Linked DNA regions of Rattus norvegicus: region 2 is linked to region 1. A link is a contact called in public Hi-C data. All regions are on one chromosome and are shown on one strand. The core of a region is the stretch at or near the end of the contact, and the rest is flanking DNA. Distances in the headings are between cores, read along the strand shown. Region 1 overlaps Nrg4 (neuregulin 4). Region 2 holds the start of Nrg4 (neuregulin 4).

Region 1 (4,151 bases), core at 1,365-3,864:
AGCACATTGTCCTCTGTGTGTGTAATATGTGACATATATGCAGCAGTATGTGAAATACATGTGGGAGTATGTGACATATATGTGGCAGCATGTGACATATATGTGGCAGTATGTGACAGTATGTGAAATATGTGCCAATATGTGACATATATGGCAGTATGTAACATATGCAGCAGTATGTGACATATATGCAGCAGTATGTGACATACATGTGGTAGTATGTGACATATATGTGACAGTATGTGACAGTATGTGACATATATGTAGCAGCATGTAACACATATGTAGCAGTATCTGCAGCCAAGAATAACCTTCGTCACCTCCACCTGCCAGGTATCATGCTGAAGGCATGTGCTGCCACACCTGGCTGAGTGTTGAATCTCAAACCATCCATAAACATTGTTAGTCACCCTTTTAATTATATGTCTTGTTTTTATGTAAGTTTTCTTCCTAGTCATAAAGGTTAGACTTTGGAAACCTGAATATCTAGAAATTGATATAAATTTAATTTTAAGATAGCAATTGTCTTATAAAAATAACATTTCAAAATAGTTTTCAGGTCAGACTGAAATGTGCTTGAAATCGCATATTTCCTTTGTATATGTGCCCATATACACATGTGTGCATCAGCTATCATTACCCAAGCATTATCCACCTTGCTTGGCCTGGACTTAGTAAATACAGTAGGCTGCCTGGCCAGTGAGCCCCAGGGATCTGCCTGTGTCTGCCTCTTCAGTGCTCAATCACAAGGATACGCCACCACACACACTTAAAGACACGGTTCTGGGGGCCTGACTCAGGGTCTCCTCATGCTCTCGAGGCGGGCACTTTACCAAGTGAGCCGTCTTCTTAGATCCTTCTTGCATTCTTAATGACAGCTTGAGCAGATGTAACACATGTCCTCACCACACCGGCAGAATCAATCTGACCATTATTGCCCATGAGAGCTAGACAAAGGCTGCGTGCTATTGTCTACTAACTTCGTATGGTGTTTCTGGGCTTAGTAATATTCCTCTAAGAGTGAAACTAAGCCAGGCATGTAGTGTATGCCTGTGACCCCAGCCCTTGTGGGGGTGGTGAGGTATCTGTGATTCCAGAACTTGGGAGAAGTACACAGGAAGATGACCAAATTCTAGACCTGCCTGGGACACAAAATGAGACTGTCTCCAAAAAAATGAAAGGGGTGGGGGTGGCTGGAAAGCTGGCTTAGTGAGTACTTGCTCTGCAAGCACAAGGTTGTGAGTTTGAATCTCCAGCACCCATATAAAAGCTAGGCATTACTGCATGTGCGTGAACCGCCAGTGTTTGGGACTGGGGTGGAGACAGGTGGGAACCAGCTCACCAGCCGGCTAGCCTAGCTGAAATGGTGAGCGTTGTTTCAAATGACGCTGCCTGTCTCAAGGGAAAAAGGCAGGAAATAATAGAGGAAGACAACTTCCTCAGACCGCTAAACCAGCAAATGTGCTAATCACACACGCGTGCTTGCACTGGCAGAGAGGGAGGAAACAGGAGCCTAGCATGGCTGCCCTCCTACAGAGGCCCCACAAGCAGCTGAAAGAGTCAGATGCAGATACTTACACCCAGCCAATAGTCAGAAGCCAGGGACCCCTGTGGTTGAATTAGGGAAAGGCTGGAGGAAGCTGAGGAGGAGGGCGACCCCATAGGAAGACCAGCAGTCTCAACTGACCTGGACCCCTGAGATCTCTCAGACACTAAACCACCAACCAGGCAGCATACAGGAGCTCTGGTCTGAAGCCCCCAACACATATACAGCAGAGGATTGCCTGGTCTGGCCTTAGTGAGAGAAGACAGCCCTAATACTAGAGAGACTTGAGGCCCCAGGGAATGGTGTGGCCTGGTGGGGTGGGGATGGGATGGGGTGGGGCGAGGACATCCTCTTGGAGACTGGATGGGGGGAAGATATGGGATGAGAAACAGTTGGAGGGTGGACTGGAAGGGGAATAATGACTGGGTTGTAAAAAAAAGATTAAATAATAATAATCATAATAATATTTTTAAAAAGAAAAGAATGTTTAATAAACAAAAACAAATAGTTCTCTATCCGTTCTGACCGATTGGTGGTTGAGAGTGCTTCGACCTGCAGCCTTGGGCTTTCTGTAACTCAGGAGATGATTCTACCTGAATGATGAGGCCCAAAGTGTCCCCCACCCCCAGTGCTAAAACTTCATCTGAAATTGGCATTTTAGGACTAAAGGTCCGGGTGCTTTTGAAAAATGCCATTTTGGCACGGCTACATGACGTTGATTCGTTTTCACTAACATAATACGTTGGGGTTGAAATATTGAAAAAATAAAGAAACTTTGTACATTTTGATTTTCATTTTAATATTTAGAACAGTCTTTAAAATTCACATGGCCACAAATTATAGCCTGGATAAGGTTATAATCAGACAACCCAAGGCTGATGAAGTTTAGGTTCAAAATGATTTTTCTATTGTCGTGAATTAAAGTTGTTCACTAAGGCCATCCCATATTACACAAATGGGTCCACAATGGCGGGAGTTATCTCTTTACAGATACACCGCCCTATGGCTCAGTATCAATGTCACACTTGTAGGCTCAGCTCAGCAGCACCCACAGTGCCACCGCCACCTCTGCGGGCAGGTTGGCTAAGGTGGGGGAGGGGTACAACGCTAGGGCAGTTCTCCACTGTTAGGTAGCTCTAAAGAGAGAATGTGCTTCCAAATATTCCAGGCTAATTCTCTTTCGGACTCTCCTGACATGCTTTCGAGTTACCCACTTCTCATTTGTATTTCTCTTCTCTTTGATGCCAGGAAGGGCCACCTTCAGAGAGCCAGTTCAGTCCAGTGTGAGATCAGCCTGGTGGAGACAGGCAATACCAGTGCCCGCCACAGTGAGTAAAGTCCAAATGGGCTGTTGTGTACAGACTTGTGCTCTCGGCCATCAAAGAAGGGAGACTAAAACTTCCCCTCAATTTCGGGCTTGTTGTTATTTTTCACATGAGAATACTTTTCTTTTTCCTTTTCTCTTTTCCCTATTTGTTTGCTTTTTAAGACAGGGTTTCTCTGTGTACCCTGGCTGAGCCCACTCTGTAGACCAGGCTGGCCTTAGAGACCTGCTTACCTCCACCTCCTGAATGCTGGGATTAAAGGCATGGGGCACCACCGCCCGGCAGATTAGCTTTTTATTAGCAGTGTGACAAAAGTAATATTTTTTCACAAAATAAATGTGACATTATATGAATTTCAGCACGTGAAGTGATCCCCTCAGCTGTAATGTGCTACAGCAGATCTGAGGAACAGTGTTCTAGAGCCATTCTGGCATGAGCTATGCTGGGAGGCTGGGGCAGAGAATTACCTTAGGATAGGAGTGAGAGAATCTCTGGGAAAACCATAGACAAGTCAGTGTTTTCAAGCTGTTTTAAGATTTCTGGAAAAGTAAGACAGTGTGCACTGGATGCTCTTCCTCTTAGTTGAAAGCAACGAAAAATGAACAAACCATATGAAGCATCAGTTGACCTCTGCTCTCAGTATGTAGTTGCATCTGTGTACACACACACACACATGCATACACACATGCATACATGTGCACACATACACATGCATGTGCTCACACACATGCATACACATGGGCACACACATGCATATACATGTACAAACATGCACACACAAATGCACATGCACACACACTCATGTGTGCAAACCAACATACACATGTGTGCACATGGGCACACATGGCACACATGAACTCACACACATACACACATGCACACACACACACACAAGCACACATACACTAAAGTGAAATAAATCTCGTTTTTAAATGCTGGGCTTGGTGGCATGGTTCTAGACTCCTACTCAGGACAGGAATTAGCAATATCAACAACAAAATTAGGTAGCATTTCTAGCAATACTACAGATAAGGCAACAGGAAAAGAGCTGGCATAATTTAGGTTAAATGGACAAATCCTTTAAAGAACAAAAACTACCAAAGAAAGGGCTAACTTGAGGGGCCAGGTCTGCGGCTCACGTGTCAAGGTGCCCTGGTTCTGTCCTTAGCATTACATAAACCCAGGCTCTGTTATGCCTGCCTATAATACCATGAGAAGAAATACAGACAGGAAGATCAGAAGTGCAGGATATCCTCAGCTACAATGAGGCCAGCCTGGGC
Region 2 (4,188 bases), core at 1,227-3,726, 50 kb before region 1:
GACCTGTGACCTACTAACAATTAGTTGACCACCTTGGACCTTCTTTCTTTGTGCTTTCAAGCATTGTGTGAAACATTCATCCATCTCTGCTTACAAACGCTTCTTTATTCCCAAGGTTACATGCATTTCACTGAATGAAAGCCTAGGTATTTAAGAACAATTTCACCATTTCCCTGTGAACAAGTGTGCCAAGCAGTTAATGCCTTTTAAACAAACGTCCACCTGCTGTTGGACACAGGATAAAAAACAGAACAAGTAACTAAATAAACTCATACAATAACACTTCTTGGAGTCTCTCACTTTTCCTTATTAGTTAACCAGTATTACTGTTTTTGATGTGTGTGTGCTTATAGAGTGGTATACAGCCTAGGCTACACAGTAAAAGTCTGGGTTCAATAATAAAATATCACACACACATAGGAGTTGGCAAGTATCTTAGGTTGACCCTCATGAAATTATCCTTGTTTTAAGTAAAAATCTCCTTTATATGAGTTTTCGTGTCAGCTTTCTGTCACAGTGGAAAATCCCTGAGAAAGTAAAGGGAAGGAACAGAAGTTCATTTGGACCACAGCCATGGTCCACAGCTAGTTGGCTTCATTGCTTTTGGGCCTGAGCTAGACAGAACATCACATCAAACTATATGCAGCTAAACTCTTCATCTTGAGGTGTCTAGAAAACAGGATGGGTCAGGCTCCCAGTATCCTAGTAACCGACCTCCACTAGGTCACATCTAAAAAGCTCCACCACCTCCCAGAAGTGCCTTCAGATAGGAACCAAACCATTCAACCATGCACTTTAGGTGGGAGCACATTTAAGATCTGAACTGCAGAGATGAACCAGTGATGGAGTTTATTGAGTTACTTGTTCTGTTTTTTATCCTGTGTCCAACAGCAGGTGGGTGTTTGTTTAAAAGGCGTTCACTGCTTAGCACACTTGGTCACAGGGGGATGGCGAAACTGTTCTTAAATACCTAGACTTTCACACAGTGAAATGCTAGTTTGAAAATCTTTTTATTTTCTAATTTAGACTCACATGTATCTGGGTAGCACACATCTGCAAACGCAGCATTTAGGAAGCTAAGACAGGAGGACTATAAATTTTAGGCAAGCCTGGGCTACACATAAAGACTCTGTCTTTTTTTTGGTTCTTTTTTTTTTTTTTTTTTTTTTTTGGAGCTGGGGACCGAACCCAGGGCCTTGCGCTTACTAGGTAAGCGCTCTACCACTGAGCTAAATCCCCAGCCCCTAAAGACTCTGTCTTAAATAATAAAATAAGGAATCACATGGCTCTCCCTGTTTCTAATTTCTCATGTATAAAAGACAGTACGAATCACCGTAACATGTCTTTTGATAAATGCATCATGAATGGCTTATGTGATCTCCACATGAAGTTTAGTGTTCATTCCTATATTAATTGGTAGCATAATGGTTTCCTAGTTCAGATAAAATAATAAAGGATATTTTAATCTCATTTTCAGTCTCAAATACTGTATGCTAAAGTGATTTATATATGTGTGTATGTATATATGCATATGTGTAATGACTATATCATTTGATGTGGGAGATAATGTGGATAATGAAAATAAATCTATAGTCAAAACTTGTTTTGTGTGTGTGTGTGTGTGTGTGTGTGTGTATGAGCAAATGTATTTGTTTCTGAGTTTTCTACCCAATAATGATGTCTGAATTGTGATTTTTAGAAAATAAAAACATCTAAATGCTTAGTATACTTTAAATAAAGAAAAACCCCACGCTTCATGTAGACAGAGTTACATATTAATATTTTAAAACATGATTTTTGGAACTTAACTTTTCTAAGTGTATATGAGGCTGAGGGATCTTCTCAGAAGGGGAGGTGGGAAGATCCTAAGAGCCAGAGGTGACAAAGCCAGTGTCTCCAAGGAGACAGCGTCTTCCAGACATAACAGGACTTACACACACACACACACACACACACACACACACACACACACACACACACACATACACGTTCAAAGAGACTGTGGCAGCATATACAAATGGCTTTGTCACAGTTCTCCTGAGAATTTATATTATCAGATCCACTGGTTACACCATTGTAAGGGTCACCATAGGCCTGAGCTCTGCTTCAACCGTTGCTCCGTCCAGTTTTGTAAGTTCAAGTCATTACTTGTACATTTTACATAGTCTATAAGGAAATTGTTTTTTAAACCCTGTGGTGCACCTGACCATTAGTTTCACATCAAAATGCCTTTTCTCCACAAACTTACATAACATTTATGAGTTACGAAGATGTGCAGAGATTAGTAAGGGCTCTAAAGAACGTGGCTTATTTCATAACTTTGAAACTTGGACCGCGCTTTAGGGGTGCCACCTACCGCAGCTCCCTCCTTTCTTAGTGAAATCCTGCCCATTTGCGGTTTGGAAACGTGTGGGCGTGGTTCCCTGGGCTGCTCCTGACCTCTGTATGGGCGCGGTTCCCCTGGCTGCTCGTGACCTCTGCTCACACCTTGGTCTGCCTTGCCCTCGCCCACACTGAAGGGACATGAATCAGATTTTTGACACGTTGTAAAGCTCGAGTCACCACTGCCGAAGTCCTCAGCGTTCAAAAACTTGTGAAACGCTGCATGTCTAGCAAAATTTACTTTTTTTATGGGAATATAAATTTTTGTTGAGGTAAGCTCTGTTTATTTGGGGAAAGAGGAGGAGAAAATGAACCAGTGATTAAACGTTTATTGTGCTTATGTCTCTGTCTCTCTGTCTCTCTGTCTCTCTCTCTCTGTCTCTCTCTCTCTGCTTGTCTGTAAAAGAGGTTGCTTCTGGAAGACTTTTTAATATTGCACGTCCTTATATGAAATAGCAGATTAAACTTTCATTACAGTCTTTGTACTAAGACAAGAGCTTGCAGTCACAATGTAAGGATTAAATGCATTATCTGCTGCTCTAGTTTAATGTCTTTGTTTCTGTAATGGCAACAAACTTCACTCATAAGCATGTCTCATTTGCCTTGCCCTGCCAAATCTCAGACACCATTTTAAAGAAGGGCATTTGTCAATTGATTGACAGCTTCTACCTTCCAATCGTGGACGTGCTCTTGTACAAGTTTTAAAGCTGTAGCTGAGGGGCTTCAATGCTTTTCGAGATTTTTCTGTAGAATGGCCATTTTCAACAAGTTGAAAAGTTGGGAGGTCACGGGTTCTCGGTGGAAGTTAGGCTTCTGAGGGCTTCGTGATTTAAAAGCACAAATGTCTGTGGAGGTGACTCAGCTGAGCGTGTGCATTTGCAAGCAAGATGCTGTGCCACCGTTCTCACCCAATGCTAACCTTTCACCATCGGTCTTCTGTTTTACCTGTTAAGGTTTCAGCACCGTCTTTGTGTCTAAGATGCTCACATCCTGTCATGCATGTTTAATTTTCAACATTTTAGAGATTTGCTGATAGAACGTTTGGCACGTTATAATGTCCTCCAAACAGGATAACTTCCCCTAAAATGTAAATTTTAAATTATTTTAGGTGCTGTTTCAACCCTAATCCTCCCACCAAGAATGAAACTATTTGAAAATTAAGATGCCAACAGGTAATTTCTTGTAAGTTCATACTTTCTGTCTATGTGTGAGTTTATTTAGTAAGAAAATGACAAATGTATATTAATATAAAGCTATACTGTCTCCCATACAAAGCCTTCCAAAAACATTAAGTAGTTTAGCTTTGAGAGACCTATATAACATAAAGCTATTTAATTTTTTTACTTATGTTTTATTGTTTTTTTCTTTTTACAAAGTGACAGATTCTAGCTTTCTATCTCGTATCAACATCTCAAACACTAAGTGAATGAAATGAGAATAAAATGAGCCAAGAGGTAGTAATTCAGGTTAGGTGAGTAGTGTTGGGAGTTGAATTATGAAGAGACATGGCTTTGTATAAAAAAGAAAAGGGAATCTGAAGAAAACAAGTTTGAGCCAGTTTATTTTTGTTTCTTTAACACTAAATTCTTTGTGTTTTTTTCTTCTTTAGTATTGTATACCTTTTTTTTTATTTTTTACTTTCATAGTTGCAATCTGAAACTGAAACCAGTTTTTGTTGTTTCTAAAGTAAAAGGAAAATTTAAACTTTTCAAATTCAGACTGGAGATTTCTAGCTCTTTGCAATTATATGTTAAGAGGTATCAATATTTTAGAATTCAATATACTAGCACGTTTTCTTAACGGCAT

What was found. Hi-C and Micro-C count contacts between places; a contact is called where the count stands out from the background.
Region 2: a contact with region 1 is called in a Hi-C map of liver, with 1.9 times the contacts expected there. The contact joins the promoter of Nrg4 here to the enhancer-like site in region 1. A contact is called at or near these places in 2 of 12 Hi-C or Micro-C datasets (kidney and liver).

What each region holds. Positions count from the first base shown.
Region 1 is chr8:64,503,769-64,507,919 of GRCr8, reverse strand. It overlaps Nrg4 (neuregulin 4), which reads left to right. Exons shown (of 7, transcript NM_001191109.3): 5 at 2,795-2,874. Among named protein-coding and RNA genes, the nearest start is that of Fbxo22, 30 kb to the right of the region's middle. Within about 2 kb of position 2,614, at least 3 of the 93 cell types and tissues checked have an H3K27ac peak or open chromatin away from gene starts, as enhancers often do. A contact at or near this core is called in liver, where this site is marked.
Region 2 is chr8:64,553,461-64,557,648 of GRCr8, reverse strand. Nrg4 (neuregulin 4) reads left to right here and starts at 2,476. Exons shown (of 7, transcript NM_001191109.3): 1 at 2,476-2,654; 2 at 3,491-3,554. The coding sequence starts at 3,545.